Linked DNA regions of Mus musculus: all the other regions are linked to region 1. The links are chromatin contacts, called in public HiChIP or PLAC-seq, Micro-C and promoter capture Hi-C maps. All regions are on one chromosome and are shown on one strand. Each heading gives the region's core, a stretch centred on a gene start, on an enhancer-like site or on the middle of the called end of the contact. The rest is flanking DNA. Distances are from core to core; before and after follow the strand shown.

Region 1 (4,499 bases), core at 1,602-4,101:
CAGTACCACTTTCAGGGCAAACAACTGAACAAACCTAATTTGCTGCTTGCTAGTGTTATTCCTCTGGATTCCAATGGATAGGAATAAGGACACTGTAGCCATGAAAATAAAACATTATATACTTTCAAATAAAACACATGCAAAACCATTTCTAACTTTCAGGTTCCACCAACCAAAATGACACCCCTGCTAACATCTAATACTGGCACCTTTCATTTGGAGAAGAACATTTCTCTATATTGGGAAGAAGGATCACACTGGAGTATTTCTCAATTCAAGAACACCAGCTCAGATGCCTTCCTCAAAAATGTGCACAACTGTGCCTCCAGAGGCAAAGTCATGCTGCTATAGTAACCATATCAAAATAGAGCAAGTTATTAGTCATGTAAAAGGGAACAAACCTTTTTTCTCTTGATATGGGTGTATCTTTCTCCAGCAAGAGCCTCACCCAGCCCACAGCCTGGACAATTATCTTCTTGGCTCTCTAACAGCTGGGCCTTACAAGAAAGTAAGGTATGATGGCCAGAGAAGGCCACTGTAGCCTCAGAAGAGGCCTTTGAGTCCTGACGGCCTTTCCAATTCTTCCCTGACGGTTGAAAAGGAGCCTTAAAATTTAAAAGGTTGTAGGGGTCCTCAGAATGACAGAAAGAGTTCCACAATTTAAGATTCTCTGCTTCATCTGCACTCGGTTCCCAGTCATCTTCCTCCCCGGAACTATGGTCGGGGGTCTCCGGAAGGGGTCCCTCCTGACAGCTCCCTACACCACAGCTGCCAGACCAGGATGTCCCTGAATCTGATGGGTCTCTGGGGGCAATTCTGGCAGCCGTCTGAATCGTGGCTGTAAAGTTTTGGGGGTTGTAAGGATCTACACTGTGGAAAGAGTTCCAAAGGTGAAGGCCTTCCGAGTCCTGTTCCACGTCTGATTCAGACAGGGAGCCATCGCTATCAAAGCCATCGTCCTCAGGTTCCTCGCCCCAATCCTCACTTTCAGAATCAGAGCTGGCTTCCAAGTCACTGGGGGCGCCTCCCAAAATATAATCTATCAGTTTGTTGCTACAAACTGGTCTGGTAGAAACAGGAAGGCTCTCTCCTCTATCTGAGAGGTCAGTTGCATTAGTGTGGTCCTCTTCACATTCTTTTTCCACGGGTAATTCACAAAACAGACTGCTTCCCTGGGGGCTCTGTGAAACTTCTTGAATCACCAATTCTGGTTTTTTCTCAGTGGGCTCCGGCCTGTCTGCAGCAGGGGACACCGCCTGTGCTGGGTTATCTGTGCAATGTTGTGGGTCCATCCGGAGAAGGTTATGTTCCTCCTCCAGGCTATGATAGCCATTATCTTGGTCAGGGGTGGGTAACTCTTGCCCTTTGTTAGCCTGGAGGAATTCTAGCCGTTTCATACGAAGGTGGTGGATTTCCGGCAGGCCTTCTGTAGAGAGAGGCGGACACCTTCTCCAGGCGGTTGCCGACATCTCTGCCCGCAACGGCTGAGGGTGACAACCATCTTCAGAAAGATAGCAGCTCTCTGGGGTTAGTGTTCGGAAACCCACAAACTGGCCACCTCCAGCGCTGCTCTGACAGCGCAGCCCTAACTGGGGAAGGTAGTCCAGGTAGGAAGGGTTCAGGAGATAGGAAACTACCTTGAAATTACCTAAGCTCTGAACGCTCAGAGGCCCAGAGGATGAAGAGTCAAGTTCTCGGTGGGAGACTAGACCAGCTTGAAGGCTACTGGGCAGCAACTCCACTCCCCACAGCTGCTGCTCCAGGAGGAAAGTGGGCGCTGCAGAGTCTAAAGCTCTTTCCTGGGCCTTGAGTTTTAACTCCAGGTCTGAGGACGAGCACTGCCACTGGAGTCCCTCCTCTAGCCAATCAAGAGAACTGACAACCAAGTCTTCCGAAGAGTCCAGCCGCAGTGAACTCAGAGACTTCTGCACCGTGGGAGCGGCAGATTCCTCCCGTCCTCTCAAAGCTCTCAGGGCGCTGTAACTTGCGGCAAAATCTAGCCATCTGGTAGGAATCAGGCCCCCGAAAAGCTGGCTCCAAAGCAGCAGCTTCTGGAATAGGCTAGGGAGCAGGGCAAGGAGCTGAGAAAGCAATTTGGTCCAGTACCTGGTCCGACGCTCGGGCAGAGCGGAGTTCCCGGGATTTTGTCGAGAGGAAGGCGGCGGGAACTCCGAAGAGCAGGCGTGCGATCGCCGAAGGAAGGGCAGCCGGAACCAGGAGCCCAGCCGAGGGCCAGGCCGCTTCCGGGCCCTGTGCGTTCCTGTCTCCATCTCCTTTCCTTGGCGGCTTCTCAGACAGGAGGAGGACAGAGCTCAGCGGCGTCAGCGCAGGCTGGATCCGAGGTCTACACAGTCTCCGCCTTGCCCAGCCACGGAGTGGGTACTGCAGTCCGATTCCCGCGCCGGCAGAGGAGGCCCAGAGAGCGGCGGCTTCCGCAACGAGTGCTGCACCGGACGGCCCAGAGGCCCGCGCAAGCGGTGGCGACCGCGGTTAGGTCCATCCCGGCTAGGGAAGGAGACGTCCTAGGCCGTGTGAGATCGCTCCACCATAGAGAAGACCCTCCCTCGCGCGGCGGCGACGGAGACGACGGCGGCGTTTCCGGTGGCCCGCACGGAGGCGCGAAACGCCAAGGCGGAAAGGGTGGCTGGGTGGCAGGCGAGGGCGCAAAGAAGCGAAGCTCAAAATGGCCGCAGCCGCACACCCGGAAGCTGCAGGGCGAGACGGAGGACCGAGGGCGTCTACTCCCTACCGCCCAGCGGCGCCTCACGTCATTCGCCGAACCCCCACCCTTGCCTCCCGAGAGGCGGACTTGCCTCACCCTCGTGCGTGGCCTCTGATTGGCCGCGTCTGTGGTCCCTGTCGGCTTCCTTACTCGGGGTAGAGCGGGGCTCGCACGCGGCGAGTTGCATCAGCCGGACCTAGGATGTACGCTTGCGCAGTCAGTTCATTCTGGTCTCCTAGGAGACTCCGCGCCCCACCCTCTAGGTCAAAGGGAATGGCTGGGGAGGTGAGTGGGTTTCAAGAGAACCCGAGAATTCTCCCGAGCCCTTTTTTATGGATCCGATTGCTAGGCAAATTATCCGCTTATCTGACACGTGTATCGGTCTTCTCCTATTAAGGGCGTAGGAAGACTGGAGTGAAACGATGTAGGCAGTGCTGTATAACCAACTCGCCTGGTGCTAAGACACACATCATCCCTAGTGAATCATAGTGAAACTGAATCACTCACACATTCCTGTCCCCTCTGCTTTAGGATTTCTAAGTCTCTAGCATTGCCTGTGATCTAATTTGGACATCTTTCAGGGTCCATTTGACAAAATACCCCTCAGAAAGAAAAACGCGGTGTTACTAGCAAGCTGAAGTCACAGGTGGGAAGATAACTGTTAACTAACTCAGAAACAGCGCGTTCAATTCACTTATTTCCTCAGTAACAAGAGCCACAGAGTAGAGCATCCGGCGAAGGATAACACATTGGTGACTTTTGTCCTCTGAAAAATATTGGCTGATTAATTTTAATTACTGTAATAAGGGGAGGATTTTGTTTGTTTGAAACAGATTTTACTATGAAGCTCAGGCTGGCCTCAAACTAACCACAATCTTTCTGCCTCGGCCTTCCAACCAAGTACTGGCTGATTTATCTCTTACTAGTTTGGTTTCTTTCTTCCTTTTTTATTTTTATTTTTTTCTTTTCTTACTTATCTATTTATTTGTTTATTTGAGGCCGGGTCTCTCTACAGAGCCCTGACTGTTTGGAACTGGCGATGTAGACCAGGCTGGCCTTGAACTTATTAGTTCTGTCTCTTCCTCTCCAGCAAAGAGATTAAAGGCATGCACCACCATGCCTGGTCTTTAGTTCACTTTCTTATTCTCATTTTAATCCACAATGCAAAGACCAAGTGGCTATCACAGAGCGTAGTGGTTACACTAAGGAGGAGAATCTTGCTGCCCTGGGGGAGGGTCAGCTGATCCTCATGACTTGTTGAGCAAGGAACAAGCTCTTTCTTCCCTGAAACCAAGAGTTTTTACTGTTTACGCCCCCACAACATCTTATTACTTGTGTCTGGCAGTAACTGGTTTCTTAATCCTAAAAGCTTTAGGAAAACGTAATTAGCAATGAGTCGTTTTTTTCATAGTAGCAGGAGGTCCGAGTATGCAAATAAGTTACTTCGGGCTTCAGTTCCTTTTGGGGTGAAGCCGAGAGGATCATCTAACCGCTGGGTGAGGGGCTGTATCCCCAGGCAGAGAGGGTAGGAACACAAACACTAGCTAATATTCTGCTCTCGTTCTTCTTTACAATCCTCCATTGTTTACCACTGCCTACAAAATAAAGAAAGGCTCTGTTCAGCCTGCGCTGCCCGAATGCTCTCCAGCCTTCGCTTCTGCGGCTCCTCCTCTGGAGCACAGGACTTGTCCTTCCTCCGAGCGTTAGAGGAAAGACCTCACCTTTTCTTGTGGTGTATACCTACTTACACTCCCAGTTTCAACTTGAAGGTCAAGGT
Region 2 (4,993 bases), core at 851-3,350, 2.3 Mb before region 1:
GGGGACTCCTCTCAGATCTCCTGTTGTTGGTCTGTGTCGTGGAGATCCTGCAGCTCTGGATCTGCAGGACCAGCCCCTTTACATACTCTAGCAGATCATAGATGGGGTAGATGTTGGAATAGGCAAACTCAAAGCCCTGGATCTGGGCCTGGGTAGCTGAGTTGGTCAGCCCGCCCCTGCACCCCCAGGGTAAGCTCTCCAGTAGCTCAGCAGCACAGTCAGTAAGAGGCGGCCTCAACTCTTCTCTCAGATCCGCATGGATGTCTCACCGGTGCATTCGACACTGGGGCCAGCTCTACTGTGCTGCCCAGGCAAGGTGCAGGGCCCACTCTCCTAAGGTGAGGGGCAGGGCCAGCTCTCCCACCTACTGCAGGTAGAGAGGGGTCGGGTGGGGTAAGGGCATCTCTCCCTTGCCGGCCACAATCCACAGCAGACAAGGTGCAGGGCCTTCTGTGTTCATGTCCTCAGGGCTAGCTTACCCAGTCCCTTGCCCTCAGGGTCAGCTCTACTATGTTGCCCAGGCGAGGGGCAGGGCCAGCTCAGAATAGTGCCTCAGGCAGCAGTCCTGACCAGGGACATCTGCATGGCCTTTGGTGGTAAAACAGCCTGGGATATCAACACAGACCTGGTTGCCATAGGACCTCTAACCCAGACAGGTGGACCCCCGAAGCAGTATGGATCCAGATGTCCCACGGTATCAAGTGCAGCCATTCAGATTAGCATGTCTCCCCTCCCTCTGGCAGCATGCCTCTCAGATATCCACATGGTCTCTGGTAGCAGCCCAGACCACTGACATCCACTTTGCCTTTGATGCTAATTCAGGTGCCAGACATTGACACAGACTGCAACTCCAGCTGCAGCAGGACCAGGAACCCAGACATGGCCCTTGGGGGCAGCTGGAGCCAGGACCTCAGCATGGCCTCCTCATATCCCCCTATTCTTCACTGCCTTCAAGTCCCTAGTTCCACCTTTCTCCACAGTATATGAACCCTTCAGCTTGGTTTCCTCCTCCATCTCCACCACACTCCCCATCTTTCCCATCTCCCCATCACACATTCATCCATCGTAGTGGTAGCCACGGCAGGTGCTTGGGTGTCTTTCATCCGGCCTCCCCCAACACTTTTTAAAAAATTAAGTAATGCTATATATTTGCAGGATTCACTCATAGTAGTCACACTCATAGAATCACTCTAGAGCCATGTGTGGTGGCACATACCTGCAATCTCTGCAATGGGGGAGGTGAAAACAGAAAGATCAAGATAAGGGAGTTCAAGGCCAGTGTGGGCTACAGAGCAAGTTTGAGGCTAGTCTGGGCCACATATGACCTTGTCTCAAAACAAGATAACGACAAATAGGTAGATAATATTTTTTTTAAAAAAATCATTCTAGAAAAATGCTCCTTCGCCTGTAGGTAGTCTCCCCTGGACAGCCCTTTTTGACATTGGGTTCATCTAAGCTAAAAAGCTAGAAGACTGGATTTTTCTAAAGCAACCACTCCCCACTGCCAATTTCACTTCAGTTTTTCTGCGTGTCTCCTTTTCCCTGTCCGCTCCCCAGCATCTTAGGATCTCTAAAGCTAAACTGTAAACGGAGCCAACTGAATAACTGCTGTTTTTAGTTGAGGGGAGGGGTGTTAGTTTTAAAAAGATGCTATTCTGACCCCCTTCCTTAAGGCCCGACCTCTGTCCTAACTCATCTTAAATCTGGGCCTAGAATCATGCAGGTAGAGAGCGGTGATGGGCGAGGCGAGGGAGGGCATCTACAATCCCACTACAATCCACAGCAGACAAGGTGCAGGGCCTTCTGTGCTCACGCCCTCGGGATTAGCTTTCTTGCTCCCTTGCCATCAGGGCCTTGCCATCAAAGGTTACGCGCCTTTATTCCAAGCGCGTTTTCTAACAGCGCGTGCGACTTCAGGACTACAAACCGTTATGAGAATTCTGTGTGTGCATAGACGCCCAAAGCTTTCCTGGCCCGCGAATCGCGGTTCGGTTCCGGCAGCAGAAGGCGCTGTCTCCCGAGGCTGCGCTCTATCCCCGCCCCCCGCCCGCTCCCGCGTACTTAGGTGCGCAGGCGCGGCTTCGCGGATTGGCCGTACGCGGGAGCCGTCATTCGGTGGCGGGTCCCGGCCGCGGGGCTGGCGGGCTGAGGGGAGGAAAGATGGCGGCAGCGGCGGCAGCTGGTGCGGCTTCTGGGCTGCCGGGTCCAGTGGCACAGGGATTGAAGGAGGCGTTGGTGGATACCCTCACCGGAATCCTGTCCCCGGTGCAGGAGGTGCGGGCGGCTGCAGAGGAGCAGATTAAGGTGCTGGAGGTGACAGAGGGTGAGTGAGGCGGGACCGTCACGAGGATGGTTCGGACCAGGGCCGGCCGCACAGTCCGCTGACCGTAGGGATTTGGGGATCTTGAGCCAGCGGAGAGGTGGGCGTCAGGAGTGGATTAGGAAACGTGGGGGTGGGGGTGCCGCTGGTGGCTGGGAAAGTCCTAGAAGAAGGGTGGCGCGTCTGAAAGGAAAGGGTCGGGGGAGGTGGAGCCTTAGCGGGGATGGGGTGGGGGAAGACTTGAAAAGATAGATAGATAGTGGCGGGGTTCTGCCGAGGACAGAAATGAAGTTCGACGTGGTGCTGGCGGTGTCGCGCAATCTAGATGATCTCTGAGCCCAAGACAAGGTCTTTTTGCCGTTTTCTTCACCAGCTCTGTTGTAGTGGGATCAGGGAAGGGAGCTAGAGAAGAGCCAGAAGTAAGGCCCTTAAGGAGGCGGCCACCATCGAACAAGTTTCAGCATCAGAGTTTTAAATCTGGCTGGTTGTTCAGACACATCACGTTTTCCTAGAAATCAACTCAATCCGATGCATACGACGCTTCACTTTCCGACCATGCTTCCCGTTTGTTTTTTGTTTTTTAAAGACTTAATGGCAATTATTAAATTACTGTGCATTTCTATGTACAGGAACCGATCTTCCTTTGTTTTAGATTCTTTGTTCTCATCCTCCCGTTATGTTCTTTAACGTGTTAGAGAAGAAACTATTAGCTTGACGTTTTCTTTTAATTTCCTGTTTAGTGGGCTTTCAGCGGGCCTGTTTTCACAAAGAACAGAAAAAAGGGTCAAGTCTCCTTGGTCTTTATGTAAGAAACGTACCTGATTCGGAATTCCAGATCCTCGGAATCCCCAAGCTCAAGGGAATATTTCCACTGCTCCTTAAACTTAGGCTTCCTCAGAAATATGGGAGATTGTTTCCATATTTGACCAACCACCCTCAAAGCCTTGAGTTAATACTCCTGCAGGACTTTTTATTGAAAAGAAGTGGATGTGGTGGGGGAACCTCCCTTGAATTTAGTTTTTATATCCTCTAATATGACCAACTATTGAAGGCAAGTTTCCTTCTGTTGGGACTATTGGGATTTAATAGGTTAGAGACTATTTTGAAAGGCCAGGTGTAGTTTTATAACATTACCAGACTCTTAAGAGAGGGAACCGTGAATGGAAGAAAGCTATTGGAACGAAGCACATAACTAACTTGTCCTGAGGTTTCTAGGTCAAATTCCTTGACTTTACAGTTCATGCCTCTGCCTCCCTCGGTATAAAGAAAGAACGCTGATGGGCAGAAACCTTACTAAGTTTAACTTGTTACTTGCATTTAGTTGCTGGGCTGATGCAAACCGATCCTTAATTAAACCTCCCATGAATGATACCCAGTGTTTGAGCTAATCCCAAATGTATGGCTGTCACCTTAACTGTGAAAGGCCGGCTTATGTTTAGACTGTACAATAGTTCTAGTCTTACTCTGATTTCTTCTTCAACTCATAGCCAGATGCTATGGCCTCATCTAGGGCACAGCCACCTATACCGTCCTTGAGATCGTTTTGAAGTTCTTGTCACCTACTCTTGTTACCTTTTGGGATCTTGAAATCAAAAGTACAGAATTTCGATCTGATCACTGATGAGTAAATTGATAAAGGCCACCTCAGTTCTCCCTCCTGTCCCCATAACCTACTGATAATGTGTGAGTGGCCTGCTGAGAGGCAGGGGCAAGCTCTGATACAGTAACAGGAATGGCGGCTGGTAGTGAGGTATATGACTCAAGTACAGAATGTGGTTACAGAGGTGGATCAAGTCTGGAGTTGAATATAGTAATATTGGCTTTAAAATAGTCTTCAGTGGCTTTAAAATAGTCTTGTCCCCTTCTATACCTGTTTTTATTTAGAGGATAGTGGTTCATTCCTTAAGAGTCTTTTCCGGGAGGGGTCTTTAACAGTAATCTCTCCCATTGGGTCCTGAGCATCTCCAATTTTACATACTGGCTAACTCTGAGATACTTTCTAAAGGTTCGCTTCTAACAGCTTCTTTGGCTGTGGCCCTTCTTTACATGAAATGACAGCACCTGGTCTCCTAGGGGGAGTTCACGAGCTTCTTAGTCCTGGATGGTGAGGAAATTGTTTCTGTAATGAAAATGTTTCTTGAGCTCCTGCTCTTGCCCTGTCCCTAAGCACTGGGATCTAGGGGAGCCTGCAGACTTTGCATAGTTAGAGCCTCGTTGTCACTGAGTGTCACTCGGAGTCGTGTGGTAGCCAGCAGACAATTGTCCCCTTTTTCCTAAGAGGATTAGAGTTTGAGTTCGATTAGCAGAGTTTGTAAAAATTTAGTTCTGCCCACATAGGGTAAAAGTAAAAGTGTTTTTATTTATTAGCATGTTCTTGTAATTGTTTCATTTGTAGACTGACATATGTCAAGCATACATTAACATGGGCATCAGACAAGAGATGTGTAGATTCCCAAAGGTCTATTGACTCTGAATCTTAATGTTCTGTCAACAACAACTGCTGCTGTTGCTTCTTCTTCTCCTTCTCCTCCTCCTCCTTCTTCTCCTCCTCCTTCTACTTCTCGTCCTCTTCCTCCTCTTCCTCCTTCTCCTTCCTCTTCCACTGTTTTAATTCCGCTTATGGTAAGACTGCTTTCCGATGTCACCTCTTTGTTTCTGGCATGTTGATGCTTT
Region 3 (5,039 bases), core at 308-2,807, 2.0 Mb before region 1:
GCCTGCAGCTCTTCTGCTCCTTCCTGCTGTCTCTCTCTCCTACTCTCAAGCCAACACAGAGGCTCCAATGCACACCCAACTCCACAGAGGCCCCTAGCTTTGTCCCAGAGACTGTTCATCACAACTTGAAACTTAGAGAGCAGACAGACCAGGGATGACGAGAAACTTGGTGCCTCTGCCATACAAGGAATGGGCGAGCAACCTTCAAATGAGCATTATTTGGTTTGGTTTTTCCAGGCCTTGTGGATTCAGTTGTTAGAACTGGACAGGAAAGAAGGAAGGGAAGGGACGGTGATCCAGGCCTAGGAAGATCCTCCCTGTGAAAGATCTCACCTCTCCTGCAGCCGCACATGCTTCTTGGCTGGAGCTTTGGTGGGTGGAGGCTGAGTCATGTCTGCCCCCAAAGACAAGGTCGGCAGCTGTGCTCTGGAGCGCCCCTCACAGGCCTGGACCATGCTGGGGTAGGTTGCTGGGCCCAAGGGAGGCTCATTCAGCCATGAGGCATGCCTGAAAGACAAGGTCCCGCGAAGGCCTCATTAGCTAGAAGAAGGCTTCTAGTCCAGGCCAGCCAGCTATTCCCTCAAGCAAGCGGCCCAACAGCTCTCTGTTGGGATGCAGGATAGAGGACAGTTAGGGGTTAGAGTAGAAGGAAGGTACTAGAGAGAATACAGGTATGGGGAAGATAGGAAGGAATCCAGAAGGAGGAAGAGAGAGGATACCCAAGTCCACAGGGCTCTAAGCTGGGGTCTGCATGAGGCCAACAGCCTGCTAACCACACAGAAGGAAAGGGAGAAAGCATACAGCTCTCTGAGTCTAGCCAGCTAGCAGGCTTCTCTATAATGAGAAATGGAGGCCTTGAGAAGCACTGGATCCAGTCAGGGATCCAGGCACGCTCCAACTTCTAGAAGGGTCTTCTCATTGTCGGCAGTTCCACTCCAAGATCAGTTGTGGCTCCTGGGGTCTCTGTCTAGGGCGGTAGCCCAGGGGTGTTTCCTCCCTCCTCCTTCCCATCCCCCAGTCTCCCGCCTCTGCAACCGTCACAGGAAATGGCCTCATCAAACCCTAGAGCGCCAGCGCATGGTGAGGCTACAGCTGGGGGTACAAGAGAGAGGGGGCATAGAGGTGATGAGGGCATCACCTTTTGGGGGCAGCCCCTGTCTCTCAGAGCTAAGGCATGGGTGACGTGGTGGTGGGGTTAGAGTCGCTAACCCATGGGGACAGAGCTTTGGGAGCAGTGTGGGCCCATGCAGGTGTGGCTGGGACAGTACTTGCCCACAACAGGAAGGGGCCTTTAGCCTCTCCTCTCCTGGCACTCTGTGTGGCTTCTTAGCCCTCCAGTCACAGGGACACCAGATATGTCACTTCTCATGCCCTGGCCAGGCATGGGAGCCCCAAACTCAATGCTTCTTCAACCCATCCTTGGAGCCCCCCATCCCACCCCAGGGCCATAGGATGTCTGTACTCACTTCAAGTACTTACTGAAGAAGCTATGTCCCCCAGGCTGCCTCTTGCCAGCTGTCTGTCAGTCCGTCTATCTTTGAGGACTGAGAGGTTTCAGGAAGCCAGCTTCCTCCCTCCGCCCCTCCTGGCTTCCACCCACGCACACCCAACTGCGGGCTGCCCTTCTGTGCCTGCCACAAGCTGCCACCAGGGGTCGGGTGCATCCTTCCTGTGCCCTCTAAGAGCAAGCGGCTGCTGTCCCGCCACCCTCACTGGATGCCAAGGCTCTGGGAAGCGGCGAGAGATGAGGCCTTCCCTGACCACCTCGGGCCTCCTCCTCTGGGTCCTCATCAAGTGCTGTCCCCCACCCCCACCTCTTCCTTGATAGCCATGGGGAACCTTCTGCTGCTCTTCTGGTTGTGACCTTGGCTAGAGACTTATTTCCACTTCTCAGCTTCTGCCCCTGTAAGCTTTGTTGCTTCAAAGCCTGGGAATTCAGGGCCAAACCCAGACCCCCAAACAGAGCAGATGTGTCACAGAGGTGCCATAGGGGGTGGCAGGGAAGAGGAGGCAGGAGTCCTTGCTCTGTACAGGAAGGAGAGGCCAGGGCTAGGCAGGAAAGCTTCTTTCCAACTCCCTGGCCCCTCAGCCTGCAGACATAGGCTTGTCACCAGAGAACAAGTATCAGAGCTTAACTGGAGAGGACTCTGGGGTGGCTTCCATAGCAGCCCCTCAGACTACCCCTCTGGGAGTGTCTTAGAACCCTGTATCTCCTCTGAAGACTTACAGATAGGTGAAGGCTGTGACCCTCACATCAGAGACTTCCCAGGTCCTCTTCACCAGGGGGCCACTTGGATGCTTGGGGTGTGGAAAGGGAGCAGTCCCCAAGTCTAGAACTCCACACACCCCCTACCCCCGCCTGGCTTTGCTAGGCCATTCGCTGGCCCTCAGCCCAACTGGTTCGTGGTTCATGCTTGCTTGCAAGACTCCTTCACTCTGTAATGTTCCCCAAAGCGTTCCTGGGCCCCACTGCTTGAATTCCACATCCTCTCTCTCTTCCTCCCACTTCTCCGATTCAACTGTCAAACGGGTGACACCGAAAAAGAGCTGCTGTGCAGTAAGCACAGGGATGGCACCTGAGGGGGGGGGAGGGGCTGCCCTTCTCTGGCCCACGGGGAGGAGGGGAGGACCAGGAAGAGCCTTTGAAGTCCTAGGGCTTGGGGCACCTGTCTTTGTTCTTGGCTGTAAGTCAGAGGGTGGTTCTCCCAGCCTCTCCATGGCTGGTTGGTTGGTTCTGGCTCCCTTTTCTCTGTGCCTGCTCTCCTGAGAGGACTAGGTGGGATTTCCTGAGGGGGAAGCTCAGTGGAGTTGGGAAGTGGTTGGCCCTGATGCCAGGATGAGATGACAGCAGCAGGAGCCTGGGAATCCCTGCACACCCGAGCACAGGGACAGGGAGACTGGGCTCTGCCTGGACCTCCCCACAGGAGCGTCTGCCCTGGCAGATAGTGGAGGGAGTGGGAGCAGAGTGGAAAGAGAGCCACCCGCCCTGGGGCCAGCTGTTGATTAGGATCAAGAAAAGGAAGTGAGGATACCACAGGGGCGGGGAGAAGGAAGTAGGCAAAGCCCTCCCCCACCGGTCTGCCTAGCATCCTCAGTTCACAGTGTTAGCCTGCTGGCTGTGAGCACACCTCTTGACCCTCACAGTGAGGACCCGGTGGGGTTCTAGAAGTTGGAAGATGAGCTCTTGGGTAAAGAGCAAAGGAGGCTGGGAGATGGGGAAGGAAGTTGGTGGGGCAAAAGGGTCAATCAAGGCAGGAAACAAGACTCTGAGGCTCTGTCCAGGTCTCTAGATGGCTTCTCACTTTCCTGCCTCTTCTATCTGTTCTTCCCATCCCTGGGGGGCGGTGGGTTGGGGGGATTGGTCTTTCTGACTGGGAATTAGGATCCAGTACTGTCCACTTTAGAGAATGTAAAGTCCTGTTTGGAAGCCTAGTGAGCAAGCAGACACTTAGTGGTCATGTGACCTTGGCCAAGTTCCCTGAGTCTCAGGTTCCCCACCAGCCTCCTCCTTCCCTCCCTCCCTCCCTCCCTCCCTCCCTCCCTCCCTCCCTCCCTCCCTCCCTCCCTCCCTCCCTCCCTCCCTCCCTCCCTCCCTCCCTCCCTCCCTCCCTCCCTTCTTGTCAGGAAGACAGAGCCCTGTGAAGTACTTTGTCCACAGCCCCAGCACTTGGAAAGTCTGGAACTGAGAGCTAGGGAGCCTCACCTGGTGGTGGAAGTGGAAGGGAGGCTGAGTCTGTCTGTCTGTCTGTCTAGGCTCTTCCTTCTTCCCCTTCCTTTTTCCAGTCAGCCATCATCTTTTTTTTTTTTTTTTTTTTTTTTTTGGGAAGTTCCACTCAGGCAGTGGAGAGAGTCTAGGAGTCACTCCCAGCAGCCCGGCATGGGCAAAGTTCCTCATTTCAAAATGCGCAGAGAATGGCGGTCATGCCTAGACCCTGGCCAGGGGTGGAGAGGAGCAAGACTCCCACCTGGAGCCTCACCTGTGGTCCTATGGCTAGCCTAAGATTTCTCCCTCCCTGCCTCTCTCCCCTTGATACCGGGCTTCTTCTCTCCACTTCCATCCCAGGGGCCAGGAGCCACAACTCCCATAGCTAGTGCTGCTGAAGTTCCCAGAAGTCCTTGTGCACTGCAGCTCTTGGGGAACCAGATAGCTGCCAGTCCCCAAAGGCTAAAGCTGTCACCCTGTAACATTCTGGGATGCTCTGGGTGGATACAGACAGGATGAGAAGTCCCAGGATGGGAGGTGGCTGTTCCTGACTGCCTCCATCCCCCTCAAATACTGAGGCAGCTCTTCCTTCTCATCCCTGCAAGCCTAGGCTTGTCCTTGGTAGTGTGGGGGAGACAGAGTTCACCAAGGAGGAGCCAGGAAGACACCCAAGGAGGCAGGGTGAAGCCGTGGCACAAAGGCCGAGGCACCCCAGCGTGCCCCAGGCTGTACCTCCGTGACAGCTGTCCCAGGTGCCCCTTCCTGACCCAGTTTTCCTCCTGCTATCTTTTTGGTGCCCGCAGGTGTTCGGACTTTCCCATACCCCTTGTCACTGGTGCAGAGGACCAATTGCACAGCTCAGCATGGAACTATGCTTACCTTTCCTAGAGTGCCAGGAAGTAGCCCCGCTGTACCCGCTGCTGGGCTCAGTGCCCCGGCACAATGACTTCAAGCTGAAGGGGATTCCCTCCCTTTCTCCCAAGTCCAGGGCCAGAGGGATGGACACCTGCCCCACAATGGCCCTTCCCCCCCAGGGGCCCTTTATGTCCTTCCCACTGCTGTCATTGATGCTGGCTTATACACCCCCACCCCCAGCACATTAGTGGCTGTCCCCTCCAGTCCCTTGCTGAGCTCTCCCAGCCCGCTCAGGAGAAACTGGACCTTCTCCCTTTCCTGGTGACCTTCCCCAGTTTGTGGGAGGCAGAGGGGGCGACTTGTTCTCTTCTGCCTGGTAATTATCTTCCTTTAGTGTGGGGGATGCCCAAGGCCTGGCTTCAGGCTGTGGGAGAGCAGAGGAGGAGCTGGAAGAGCAGCCTACAACAGCTGTCGGGAGGGA
Region 4 (4,739 bases), core at 1,379-3,878, 2.2 Mb before region 1:
ACAGAGAAACCCTGTCTCGAAAAACAAAAAAACAAAACAAAACAAAACAAAAAATCCTTGCTCTCTAATCTCCTCCTTCTACGTTACGTGCTGTCCCTCCCACATTCTTTATTCCCTATTCAGCTTGTACAACTAATTAGATTTAACTATTCTTGATTATAGCCACACAGAAATATATATATATATATATATATATATATATATCTTGTTTGATGGGTGCTATGATACAAACTCCTGTCTTCAAAATTTTGAAGCATCCTGAGCCATCTCTCCAGTCCTTTGTTTGTTTGTTTGTTTGTTTGTTTGAAGCTAACCTCAAATATTAAAGCACTTCAAGTATCAGATTTCAATAAAATGTTCACATTTTGTGTGTTTACTTGAATACCATGGCAACATGGAACATGGAGGTCATAGAACATAGGTGCTGGTTCCTTCCTTCCACCCTGTGGGGTCTGAGGATTGAACTCACGTCAGCAGACTGCAAGCATCTTTACTCACTGAGCCATTTAGCCAGACTGTGTTGGATTTTTTCTTTTTTTCCTTCCTTCCTCCCTCCCTCCCTCCCTCCCTCCCTCCCTCCCTCCCTCCCTCCCTCCCTCCCTCCTTCCCTCCCTTCCTTCCTTTCCTCTTCCCTCCCTCTTTCTCTCTCTTTTTTCTATTTTCTTTTTTTTTCTTTTGCCCAGGATGGCCTGGACCATGCTCTGTAAGTGGGGATGAGTTTGAACGTGAGATCCTCGTCTCCCCATCTCTGCTGGGATTACAGGTGTGTACCGCACCCAGCTTCAGTTCAAAATTTTAGAGACATTTTGTTGCTAGTCTGTAGCTAGAAACATTTTGTTGCTATTCTGTAGCTCTATGGCTGGTTGACTCTTATTTCCAAAAATCTGAGCGGGGCAGTGGTGGTGCACGCCTTTAATCCCAGCACTTGGGAGGCAGAGGCAGGCAGATTTTTGAGTTCAAGGCCAGACTGGTCTACAGAGTAAGTTCCAGGACAGCAAGGGCTACACAGAGAAACCCTGTCTCGAAACACCCCCCCACCCAAAAAAAAGTCTGGAAAATATGTCATTTGTCACTGCAGTCTATTACTTATTACATTGGCTTTCCTATTAAATAAGTACCTATATTTAAAAAAATAATTAAAACATGAGTATTTTGTCTGAATTATCTGTGTATCATAAGTGGGCCTGGTGTCTGCAGAGGCCAGCAGAGGGTGTTAGATCCCCTGAAACTGGAGTAACAGACAATTGTGAGTTGCCATTTGTGCTGGGAATTGAACCCCAGTCCTCTAGAACAGTCAGGCTCTTGATTGCTATGCCATCTGTCTAGCCTCAAATATCTAGCTTTGTTTTGTTGTTGTTGTTGTTTTTTTTTTTGAGACAGGGTTTCTCTGTGTAGCCTTGGCTGTCCTGGAACTCACTCTGTAGACCAGGCTGGCCTCGAACTCAGAAATTTGCCTGCCTCTGCCTCCCAAGTGCTGGGAATAAAGGCGTCCGCCACCACGCCCGGCGTTGTTGTTGTTTTAAGGTGGAATGGAACAAGAACTCCCTTTATAGCTGGCAGTGACTGTGTTTTCCTGATAAGGCTGGTGAAACTTCATACTTTTAGCTTTTTCTTCTTTAACAAGGGAAGTCTGGAGTATCTCAGGATGGCTTTGAACTCTAAATGCAACTGAGGATATAACACTGAACTTCAATATGTGCCACCATAACCGTGTGTGTGTGTGTGTGTGTGTGTGTGTGTGTGTGTGTGTGTGTGTGTATGATGCTGGGGATCTGACTTACCAACTTAAGTATGACTATAGCCCTATTTTCAGTCTCTTTTCTCTGGGCTAAACATATCTCATGCTTTCTGGGTTATCCTTTGTGGGGAGGCATGGAAGAGGATCTGGCACCAACGACCCCCAAAATCAATGGTCTCAAATTGGCCATGGCTCCTGAAATGGTCCAATTGTCTCTATAAGATGAACACTTATTTTCGGGCTGCTAAATTGGCTCAGTGGGTAAAGTACTCGCTGTCAGCCCTGACAATTCCAGTTCTGTAGACTCTCCTTAGACCTCCATGCACCCACCAGATCCCGTACATACATCAATTAATAAAAATAATCTTTATTTTAAAAGTTATCTATTACATTCCAGACATTATGACTATATAGATCTGCTCTAAAAGAGCTACATATATTTATTAAAGATTCACTGTTCACGGCAAATTAAGTAGCACTATTAATAAATACCTGACAGCAAAAGCACTTTTTAAAAAATAGCGGCTGGATAGTGGTGACACACACCTTTAATCCAGCACTCGGGAGGCACAGGCTGGCTGATCTGAGTTTGAAGCCAGACTGGGCTACATAAGCGAGTTCCAGGGCAGAGAAACTCTGTCTCGAAAAAAAGGGCAATCAATGTTTATCCCAGGCCACGGGGCTGATCTGAACTCTGTCACTCAGTACTCCGAACCCCCGAACCTCCACGCCCTGGCCGGGGAGCCTCCACGCTCCGGGTCTACAAGGAGTCCGATTGCCATTGGCTGCGGCAGGAAGAGATGCTCCAATCCCCGTCCAGTAGCACGCCTCCGCCTGGGATCACTTCCGTCGCGGGGATCAATTTCCGCCCAGCGTGCCGTAGACTCTCGCGCGGGTTGGAGCCAAGATGGAGGAATACGCGAGAGAGCCGTGGTGAGTTGCCGCCGCCGCCCTTGTCCCTTAATTACCTCCTCCATCCGCCGTGGTCGGAGTCTGAGGTGCAAGCGGAGCTCCGCGCGGCTCGGCGCCGAGATCTGGGCAGCTGTGGGTAGTGTGGATGAGCGTGACAAAGGTGGCTTTTTAGCGCAGTGTGCCAGGACCCCAGCACCCCTGTGACCTTGTGGTGCATTGGGAGGAGGTCCGGTGCTGGGCTTGGTGGAGCTTTGGAACCTCCTCCCTATGGCAGGTGCTGTCGACTTTGTGCGGGGACAATAATGATCCCTTCTGCCTGCTGAGGCGACCTTGAACACGTCCCTAAGCCTCGCTCTGCTCAGTTTCTGCCTCGACGAAGGGAATGTAGATCTCCGAGTGCCATACCCGAGGCCTTATGCCTATGAGGACTAAGTGTCCCCACGATGAAGCATTTCAAATGAGTAGACCACAAATTTCACCCAACATCCAAGGGGGCTGGATGAGCTCCTTGTAGGCTGAAGCGGCCTTTCCTATGTGGAATTCCCGAAGAAAAAAGATATATCAGTATGTGGAAAATAGGAAGAGATGAGCTGCGTGTGTTCTCTGAAAAGCCATGAATAGACATAAATTCATTAAGTGTTTATTAAGTAAGGGCTGTATGCTTGGCTCAAGGTGTAAACAAGAGTAAATCAGGCATAGCTGTTTGCAGTAAATTAATGTAATAGCTGTCGAGTCTCAACAGTTGTTTGAATAAAGCCTCAGGTGTCACAAGCTAATAGATCTTGGTATTCTGGGTTTTTGTTTGTAATGAGCGTCAGGGTATTATCCTCAAATAGTGTGTCTGCCCAGGATTTTAAATTATTATTTGGTGGCACTCCCAAAAGTATGCTTCAGCCTTCTGTCCTCAGAGGAGGTTATCTCCATGTGTTGGGGTTGGATATGCAGGGTTTAGCTGGACTGTATAAATTGGTACTAGATGCCGTATAATGACACAGATTAGCAGGAGGGGTAATTTTGATACATTTGAGTTTTCCCCAGGTCAGGTGGCACAGGCCTCATGAGGTAGAAGCAGGAGAGCCAGCAAGTTTAAGGACAGCCTGGGCTCCATAGCAAGTTCTAGGGCAGCTGGGGTTAGACCTTGTGTCAGACATATTTTCATCAGAGTGCACTGTGCATGCTGGTAATCTCAGCACTTAGGTTCTAGGCTAGCCCAGGATACATAGCAAGGCCATGTCTTGATGTTTGATAAGTTACTGGACATTCCTTTTTTTTCTTGGTGTGTTCTGAGGCCAGCGCTGTCTGAAACAGTAGATGGTTTAATCATTGTCATAATACTTCTTTGTTGCTTTCTCGGAGTGCTTTAGGATCTATAAATAGAGTGGACAGAGTTTGCGGGGGGTTGGAGTACCAACTTTTGTGCTTAAGTTGGCTGTTCTAGTTATTTATTCCATCTGGGGCAGGCTACTTAACTTCTGTGTGAGCCTTCGTTCATTTGTAAAATACAGAGGAGATAGTCCCAGTCTTTTTATCAAGTTAGAAGATTATGAATTCTAAAGGGAAATTAGTCATTATTTAGATTCTAGTGAGCAATAATGGCAAGTTTAAAAGCATACTGTTGCCGGGCGGTGGTGGCGCACGCCTTTAATCCCAGCACTTGGGAGGCAGAGGCAGGCGGATTTCTGAGTTCAAGGCCAGCCTGGTCTACAGAGTGAGTTCCAGGACAACAGGACTACACAGAGAAACCCTGTCTCAAAAAAAAAAAAAAAAAAAAAACCCAAAATAAATAAATAAATAAAATATACTACTGTTATAGTGATGGACCAGGTGCTGGCTTACTATAGCGCTTGTCTTTTATAGGGAGGGACCATAGTTTGGGGGTTAAGATAGAGTTTTACCATGTAGCCTAGGCTGGTCTCTGTCTCTTTCTCCCAAGTACATATCTCTTGAGACTGTGTGACACACTGAGAAATTTCTTCTACTTCTAATGGACATACTACTTACAAACGACTTCTTGTTGTTGTTGCTAACTTTAGACTTCGTTGTAAAATTGTTTATAAGCCCAAGTAAACCTCTCTGTGCTTGCCCAGGC

What was found. Promoter capture Hi-C pulls out the DNA fragments that hold promoters and counts their contacts. A called contact is a pair of places that touch in the nucleus more often than the background predicts. HiChIP or PLAC-seq counts read pairs in DNA pulled down with a chosen protein or histone mark.
Region 2: a promoter capture Hi-C map of erythroid cells shows a contact between it and region 1, with 11 times the contacts expected there. The contact joins the promoter of Ipo9 here to the promoter of Ppp1r15b in region 1. A contact is called at or near these places in 2 of 39 promoter capture datasets (erythroid cells and liver).
Region 3: a contact with region 1 is called in a Micro-C map of the G1E-ER4 cell line. The contact joins the promoter of Ptpn7 here to the promoter of Ppp1r15b in region 1. A contact is called at or near these places in 1 of 39 promoter capture datasets (pre-B cells), 1 of 484 Hi-C or Micro-C datasets (the G1E-ER4 cell line) and 2 of 115 datasets of contacts at active chromatin or transcription factors (fetal liver and microglia).
Region 4: a contact with region 1 is called in an H3K27ac HiChIP or PLAC-seq map of thymic regulatory T cells, with 10 times the contacts expected there. The contact joins the promoter of Timm17a here to the promoter of Ppp1r15b in region 1. A contact is called at or near these places in 1 of 115 datasets of contacts at active chromatin or transcription factors (thymic regulatory T cells) and 1 of 9 other capture datasets (adipose tissue).

Annotation. Positions count from the first base shown.
Region 1 is chr1:133,129,518-133,134,016 of GRCm38.p6, reverse strand. Ppp1r15b (protein phosphatase 1, regulatory subunit 15B) reads right to left here and starts at 2,851. Exons shown (of 2, transcript NM_133819.3): 1 at 402-2,851. The coding sequence starts at 2,270.
Region 2 is chr1:135,427,598-135,432,590 of GRCm38.p6, reverse strand. It overlaps Ipo9 (importin 9), which reads left to right and starts at 2,100. Exons shown (of 24, transcript NM_153774.1): 1 at 2,100-2,323. The coding sequence starts at 2,161.
Region 3 is chr1:135,129,218-135,134,256 of GRCm38.p6, reverse strand. Ptpn7 (protein tyrosine phosphatase, non-receptor type 7) reads right to left here and starts at 1,557. Exons shown (of 10, transcript NM_177081.4): 1 at 1,467-1,557; 2 at 334-507. The coding sequence starts at 455. It also overlaps the pseudogene Ptprv.
Region 4 is chr1:135,311,626-135,316,364 of GRCm38.p6, reverse strand. It overlaps Timm17a (translocase of inner mitochondrial membrane 17a), which reads left to right and starts at 2,628. Exons shown (of 6, transcript NM_011590.2): 1 at 2,628-2,671. The coding sequence starts at 2,646.